2 separate regions of the Mus musculus genome follow, and region 2 is linked to region 1. The links are chromatin contacts, called in public promoter capture Hi-C maps. All regions are on one chromosome and are shown on one strand. The core of a region is the stretch at or near the end of the contact, and the rest is flanking DNA. Distances in the headings are between cores, read along the strand shown. Region 1 overlaps B230208H11Rik (RIKEN cDNA B230208H11 gene). Region 2 holds the start of Phactr2 (phosphatase and actin regulator 2).

Region 1 (4,022 bases), core at 755-3,254:
GCATGGCAAGCACGGCACCCGTAGGTTGGCCCGCTACCCATCTTCTCCCCTCTTGTTAAAACCATTAGATTGCATTCCTGAAGCTAGCCTTCACGGTTTCATTTGTTCACTTCCTCCTCCTAAGGCCGATCACCAAGGTCCAGCTATCAAAGTACTGATGTCCATCAGTCAAAAGCCACCTTTAAGGCTGACCATGCCCAATCAAAACAAACTAATTCACCCTAACACTGATCTCCTCTCCCCTTTATAACCACATTTGCCTCTGGGCCATGGTCTGTCTCCTCTTAGAGGCAGTCTTTTGTTCCTCTGGGCAGAATAAATTCTCCCTTGCTCCTTTTCCTCCCCTCATCCTCCATCTTTTGTCTTTGTCCTTTATTCCCTGCCCTTTGTCCCTAGGGGCAAATAAATCTTTGTGCTGAGAACTTGGTTTTGTGTCCTGTGCCGAATCCAGTCCTTTCACTCAGTACTGGAGCAAGGGACAGGAATGCCTTGAGTTCAAGACCAGCATGGGCTATCTAGTGAGTCTGAGTCTATCCTGGGCTAAATAGCAAGACCCTATTTAAAGCCAACCAATCAAGCAACCAACAAACACCAAACCAAAAAAATATCTGCTTCTCCCAAAATCTCTTGTGCTATGTGTTTGCTAATCACACTCACTTCTGTGTGGCCTTATGGGATGTGTATTAATTATGGATTTTACAAGCATGCCTACTTCTGTGTGTAGTTATGTAGGAGGGAGACTGGAGAACTCAGACAAATATACTTTTTTTTTAATTGCTCTTACTATTTTTTGGTAAATATTTATTTATTTATTTATAATGTATATGAGTACACATGTGGTTGTGAGCCATCATGTGATTGCTGGGAATTTGAGTTCAGGACCTCTGCTTGCTCCGGTTGGCTCCGCAGGCTCTGGCCTAAAGATTTATTTATTATTATATCTTAAGTTCACTGTAGCTGTCTTTAGAGACATCAGAAGAAGGTATCAGATCTCATTCAGGACCTTCGGAAGAGCAGTCAGTGCTCTTAACTGCTGAGCCATCTCTCCAGCCCCTGAGGCAAATATCAACTCTTTCTGTAGCTGATGTTGCTGTAGCTATAGCTGTTGTAGTAGCTATAACTATAGCTGTAGCTGTAGCTGTAGCGCACGAGAGAGAGAGAGAGAGAGAGAGAGAGAGAGAGAGAGAGAGAGAGAGAGAGAATCTACATTCAGGTACATGCACTTGAGTGTCAGTTGTGAGCCACTAAGTGAGTGCTGGGAATTGAACCTGTGTCTTCTAGAAGAACTAGCTCTTAACCACTGAGCAATCTCTCAAGCCCCAAGAAGCAAATATCAACTCTTTCTGTAGCTGATGTTGCTGTAGCTGTAGCTGTAGCTATTGCTGTTTTACTTTCCTTGTTTGAGACAGGCATTACTGTAGCCTGGCTGGCCTGGAATCTACTATGTAACTCAGGCTCCTGAGTGCTGGGATTACAGATTTCCACTAGGCCCAGGCTATCATTTTTTTTTTTTAATTTTTATGTGCATTGGTATTTTGCATACATGTGAATATGTATGAAGGCGCCAGATCCCTTGGAACTAGAGTTGTAGACAATTGTGAGCAGCTGGGAATTGAACCTAGGTCCTCTGAAAGAACAGCTGGTGCTCTTGACCACTGAGCATCTCTCCAGCCCCTCGCTGTGTTTCTTAATACAGCAGTCATTTGTGTGTCTGTGTGTCTACCAAACCTGATTAAAATTTATTTGTGGCACATTTCTACCACATCCTCCAGATGAGGATACAATGAACAGAATCAGGGGTGAACTATGTCCAGGGGATTTGGGGGCCATTCATTTATTCAGTGTTCAGAGAGTGCACGTAACATTCTAGAGGCGCTCACTGTTAGGCTTAGGTCCCAGTTCACACTGGTGAGCACCCAGGGCGGGCCCTGGGCTGAGAGGGCTGACAGAGCAGCCAGTGCTGCCCTGGCCTGACTCACTTCCTGTGTCCCAGACCATTACTGCCCCGGGCAGTCTGCTCACACTGGCAGGCCACTTCCTATGTCTCTATGTGGACTTTAGTCTGTGTGCAATACTGACCCCTATCGCCTAGGATTCAGTTTTAACTATGTCCTTCCTTCCTTCCTTCCTTCCTCCCTCCCTCCCTTCCTTCCTCCCCTCCTTCCTTTCACTGGGGCCTCATTAACTAGCCCTTGCTTGCCTAAAATGTGTTATGTAGACCAGGTTGGTCTCACACTGTCAGAGATTCACCTGCCTTTGCCTCCCAAGTGTTTAATTAGAAGCTTATGCACTTAATTAAAGGCATTCATTTGTATCATTCGTTCAAATGGTGAAACAGCCATCACTCTGTTCTAGGTCTAGAAGCACTGTTCATGGAAATTAAGCTTAAGCCAGATTGGTTCACACGCACACCCCTAAAATAGTCCTGTGCCTAATTGTACAGATATGAATAGATGCATGTTCTCTACCTCCTTTGGTGTCATCCTTACTATTAAACTATCTCGAGATTCCATTTCATCTTAGTCAGAAAGGCTACCATTAAGAAATCACACACGCAAAAAAACCATACCAAACCAAACCAAACCAAACAAACAAACAAAACAGAATAAAACAAAACCTCAAACCAACAAAACAAAACAAAATCAATTAAAATAAATCTCCTCCTTCCAAAAGCTGTGCATAGTAGTGACCCCATGTCTTTAATGTTAACACTTGGGAGGCAGATGCAGGCAGATCTCTGTGAGTTCAAGGCCAGAATGGTCTATATAGTGAATTCCAGTCTATCCAGGACATAGAGAGAGACCCTGTCTCAAAACACACACACACACACACACACACACACACACACACACACCCCTAAAAATAGACCTACCATATAGTATACTACTCCTGGGTGTTTACCAAAGAAACCTAAGACAGCAACCGCAAAGATCTGTGTGCACAGACACATATGCAGGCATGTTTAAAGCTGCACCCCCGCTGCCAAGGAAAGAGGTCAGCCCAGGCACTGAACAGTGGCTGAGTGAATAGAGAAAACTCAGTGTACCTGCACAATCGGGTTTTTGTTCTGCCATATCTCAGAACAAACTTAGGCCATTTTCAGAAGAAAGATGAAACTGGAGATCATGTTAACGGAAACAAGACAGTTCACAAAGACATATACCACAGATTCTCTCTCCTGTGGAATCTGCTTTGGAAATGGATATCTATAAAACTTGAACGTAGATGGCAGTACATGGGAAGAGTAAAGGATTTGAGCACAAGGGTGGGTCGAGCATCACAGAGCAACAGGCTGCATACAAGCAAACCACGGGATACACAGGTTTGAAAATGTCACTATGAAATACATCATTTTGTGCTATGAATATACTAATAAACTTTTAAGAACCCGAGGCATTAAATTTTACTTCCTTTGAATCATTAGCACACGCCTGAAGTACATTGCATGCATTTGAGGTGTTTATCGACTAATTAAAACTCTACCTAAAGATAAACAGCAGCCTGGATGGAGCTGAGGAGGTGGCTCAGCAGCTAAGAGCACTTGCTGTTCTTACAGAGGACCTGGGTTTGGTTCCTGGAGCCCACGTGGCAGATTGTAAACCAACCCCAGTTCCAGGGCACCTGTAGCTTCCTCCTGACCGCACAGCAGGCACCCATGTGGTGTACTTACAGACAACCGCGCATACACACTAAAATAAATGAATAAAAGTGAAAGACCAAAAAGCTAATCAAAACCCCCAAGCCCCAACTGACCGCTGAGGACTGAGAACGCTTCTGGTGTAGGAGTCTTCCAACTGACCACGATGTCTGTTTAACATTGATGGCTCATGCAAACAAACACACACGCATACATGCATACACACATACACACATACATATACATATCCCCCTAACTTCATAGCTGTCTTCAGCATTTGAAAGGAAAATGCGTAACTGAAACAAAGATTATTGACGCCAAAGAAGGGTTTCATCATACAGTTAAAACAATGCTCATGAAAATTATTTCAGTGATGAGTTATTCT
Region 2 (4,022 bases), core at 1,072-3,571, 550 kb after region 1:
GAAATGCATTAGGGATGTGTTCATTTGTTGTCCTCCTGATTCAAAGAAAGGTGAGTTTGTGCTTTTATCCAGCCTGCTCTTAGAGACCCAAAGCTCAGCTCTGGACATGAGATACAGGAAGTTCCCTGGAAGAAGTTCTCTGTCCTACCTGAGCACCAACATTCTAAGATGCAGGGACAAGTGACTCGAGAGCTGCCACTTCCTTTTATCCATTATATGACACAGGGAAATTATATTCCTTTTAGAGTGATAGCTGCTCCTGTGACTGGTGCAAGCACATACATGCACACTTAAACGGTTCCCACTGCTATTGCCAGCGTGCAACTTTAATTCCTAGCCTTACAAATAAAAACCTGAGACAGTTATATGTGTTTATCTACCGACACCAGCTAAACTAATACTCACTTCTCTCTTTGGGTCTTCAGAATGGTTAATCCTTTCATCTTATAAGAAGTCAGTCAAGATCACTTACAGCTCCAATTCTGTTTGGCCCCAAAGAGAAAGCAAAAACGTCTTTCCAAACTCAACACTTCTCACAAAGTAACTTTTGGCGTGGGCATCTCACAACTTAAGCTTAACATCTGACTTGCCTTTGTCCAAGGAGATCTCCAAAATCAGATAAGAAACACTGTTGATGCTTCTTGAACACATGGGGTAGCAAAGATCATAGCGTAACATAACCGAGTTAGGTGGCTGAAGTGGAGACAAGGGCCACTGAAATGTGTGCTTTCCAAGCAAGAACTTGGCTTTGGTTGGATGAGGTTGCTTTCAAGACTGTGAAAGGGTTTGGAAAGGAGGCTTAGTGGATTGATGAACAAGGCCTCCGACTTCTCCATGCATTCTGAGGTGTACCTGCGTGCGCGCATACACAAATAAACAAACGGGGAAAATCATCAAGGAAGGCATGACCCCAGACCTCAGAACGTGGGGAAAGACACCGCAGGGGAATGTGTGTTGGGGGGTGCAGTTCGCATTAGTAAGCGTTTTCCTGAAACTGGTCATTCTCATGCCCCCCCCCGCCCCCCGCGCCCCGTCCTTCTCTAGTTCCCATGCAGCGGTCACATGTTGAAAATTATAAACAAACAAACAAAAAACCACCCTTGAAAACTGTTGGACTTAAAGACAAAAGTTTTTCCAGTTCTCGGGATATTTTAAATAACGACAATCTGCCTAATGTCTCCACTTGATATGCCATACCATCACCATCGTTCCACGTTGACCACTGAGACAAAGTTAAGCAATTTGTCCTCCTTCACTCACCGCAGCCTGGGTAGCATTGGGTCTCAGTGAAGTTCCTAGTTGTCGCCTGTCCTTAGAGGACACAGGACACAGGTTTCTCTCTACAACAGCAATACTGGCCCCAGGCTTTCCAGAGAACATTACAGCAGACACACACACACACACACAGAGCCAGGCCTAGCTCTCAATAACACCTCTATGGCTTTTCACAGTCAGGGAAACTGGATTCCCCTATCCTGTTACCAGCAACCCCCTCCCGACCCGCTCCAAGAAATCTCTATTTCAGAAGTAGGAGTGAGTAGGGTTACCTTTCAAACCCTGTGCTTACCCATGAAGTGAAGGGACCACACCCTTCCGAAGGACCACAGTCCCATAAAAGACCAAATAGCCCAAGAACCAAATTAGCCCTAGACCCAAAGCCAAAACTGGTGCCGCCTGGCGCTGCACAACCAAGCGGGAGTCCAGGGGAACCCGCGAAAATCGCGCTGTGGGCACCCGCGCAGAAGAGCGGCGCACCCACTCGGGCGCACCCACCGGTCGCCTGCCGCTCAGCCAAGGGACACCAAGCCTTTGAAGCCCAGCAGGAGGTGGCGATGTGGGGACTACAGCTTTCGCCCTTGCTCTCGTCCCCTAACCCCCACGGCTGCTCCCGAACGTCCAGGGAAGATCGCCATACGGCGATCCTCACCTGCCGGGGTTAGCCCTCCCTGGACCACTCCGGGCCATTCAGAGCCACCCTTACCTGAGCCGGAGATGTGGACTCTGAGCGGGCGGCCCCGGCTCGAGGCTGACGACAGGTCGCTCTGGGAGCGGCCACGGGGACTCGGATCCCCGGGAAGCCAGCGCAGGGAAGGCACCGGTGGCCCGGGAGCCTCGGGTTCGGGGTCCAGAGCCTCCGCCGCCGCCGCCTCCTGGCCCGCTGGCTGGTCCGGGGACATCTCAGGACTCCTGCCGGCTTCCGCCATCCGCTCTAGGCGCCAGGAGGGAGCAAGCTCAGGCAGGGTGGAGCCGGCGCAAAGGGCTGCGCTGTCCGCCGCGGCCCCGCGTGGAGCCCCTGGCCGGCTGGCAGGGCGGGGAGGCGGCCGCAAGCAGCGGGGCGCAGCGCGGGAGGAGGAAGAGCACAGAAAAGTTTGCACAGGAAGGAGCCGCCTACAGCCGGCTTTCGCTCCCGCGGGCGACAGCCACCGGCCTCCGAGCCTGCCACGCTCGGTGCCCTAGAACCTGCTCCGGCTGCTCCGGCTGCTCCGCCCCCCACCCCCACCCCCAGGCGCGGCTCCTGTATTGTAAGACAGGGGTCTGTCGCCTCTGACCCAAAGCGGCTCAACCAAAGGGTCTCAGAGAAGTGGAGTTTCAGCTGCAGAGCTGAGATGCAAGGTCAGAGTTAACAGCCTCATTTGCACTTGGTCGCCGAGGGGTGGGGACAGGCGTGCACACACCTGGCTGTCTTGTAATATAATAGGACTAGGACCCAATGACTGTCATATGTAGTTTACAGGTGCAAAACACCGGAGCCAAAGGGCACTGGGTTTGCAGGAGGATTCCTGGCAGATCTGGAGTCGCTTGTGAAGTCTGGTCCTTTGGTCCTCCCTGCAAGATTCGCCTCTTGCCCTTGTCAAAGCTCATCTCTGTCTCTCAGAGCCCCACATTCTTGAGCTTCCGTGTATACTGGGTCAGACTCAAAGGTCGTGGTTTTTAAAAAGATCAGTCTTTTAAGGGCTGAATTCGTGTCACAGATGTGAGGTTTGAGTGAATGCTTTCCAAAGGAAGAGCAGCCGGGATGCCTGGCAAAGGGGACGTTGGTTTTGCCAATTGAAATCTCAGCTTTATCAGTTACCCAGATAGGTCCCCAAGTAGAGGCTGGCCCAGAAGTGAAAAGCTGTAAGCTAAGTAGCTGACCATCTCTGCAAGTTCTTGACAGTGGAGGCGCGTTGCTGGGCTTCACAAAGGCACCATAGACAGCAGCAGGAAGAGAAGGAGACAGAGAGGGGAAGGGAGGACACAACCATCACAACGCCACGCCCCCTTCCCCCTACACACACATTCACACATACCTCAGGTTCGATTTGTATGGAGTATTTCATCTAACAAGAAAATAAGCCCATGCTTAAGGTAAGAGAGAAACAAGAACCAAGAGAGGAAAGCTAGAAAACACAGACACGGAAAGGGCCTAGCAACTAGGTCACGCTGTTCACAGTACAAGCTGTTAAAGGCTTTTTTTCTCACAGCAACTCTGTGGGGGTGGGGTGGGGGTGGGGTGCAGTGGGGTGGGTATTGTCACCGTCAGCAGAAATCGTCTGGACTTGCTTTAACTCTTTCCTGCTAACAAAGTTTGCGAATGGGCACTACTCCAGAACCAGGTGAGATGGCTAGGTAAAGCTCCTATGGCAAGCTTGAGGATCCCGGGTCCATCCCTGTGACCTACAAACCGGAAGAAGAGAACTGACTCCCTCAAGTTGTCCTGCAGATCTCTCTCTCTCTCTCTCTCTCTCACACACACACACACACACACACACACACTAAATTATGTAAAACAAAGGATGGTGCTCTAAAAGTACTCCACTTTCTTGGTTTCTTGTGTGGTTTAGCAGAAGAGAGCTCTGTGGTTTCAGAGAAGGCAGTGGTAAGGTAGCAGGGGGCACTTAGAGGTTATACTTAGCCCAAATAATCACCCTTGGATTGTTTTGGATCATAACTAGATTAGTCCATGAGAGTATACCTTACAATGTCTACTTACATTACAATGGAAAACTTACATTACAGTGGAGCGTGTCACCACGTTTGCC

The links. Promoter capture Hi-C pulls out the DNA fragments that hold promoters and counts their contacts.
Region 2: a contact with region 1 is called in a promoter capture Hi-C map of the HPC-7 cell line, with 2.3 times the contacts expected there. The contact joins the promoter of Phactr2 here to the enhancer-like site in region 1. A contact is called at or near these places in 5 of 39 promoter capture datasets (the HPC-7 cell line, hematopoietic stem and progenitor cells, liver and 2 more) and 1 of 115 datasets of contacts at active chromatin or transcription factors (bone marrow-derived macrophages).

Annotation. Positions count from the first base shown.
Region 1 is chr10:12,917,452-12,921,473 of GRCm38.p6, forward strand. All of the region lies in intron 2 of B230208H11Rik (RIKEN cDNA B230208H11 gene), which reads right to left. Among named protein-coding and RNA genes, the nearest start is that of n-TLtaa3, 3.2 kb to the right of the region's middle. Within about 2 kb of position 2,005, at least 127 of the 459 cell types and tissues checked have an H3K27ac peak or open chromatin away from gene starts, as enhancers often do. A contact at or near this core is called in the HPC-7 cell line, bone marrow-derived macrophages, hematopoietic stem and progenitor cells and 1 more, where this site is marked.
Region 2 is chr10:13,472,075-13,476,096 of GRCm38.p6, forward strand. It overlaps Phactr2 (phosphatase and actin regulator 2), which reads right to left and starts at 2,322. Exons shown (of 13, transcript NM_001195065.1): 1 at 1,982-2,322. The coding sequence starts at 2,204.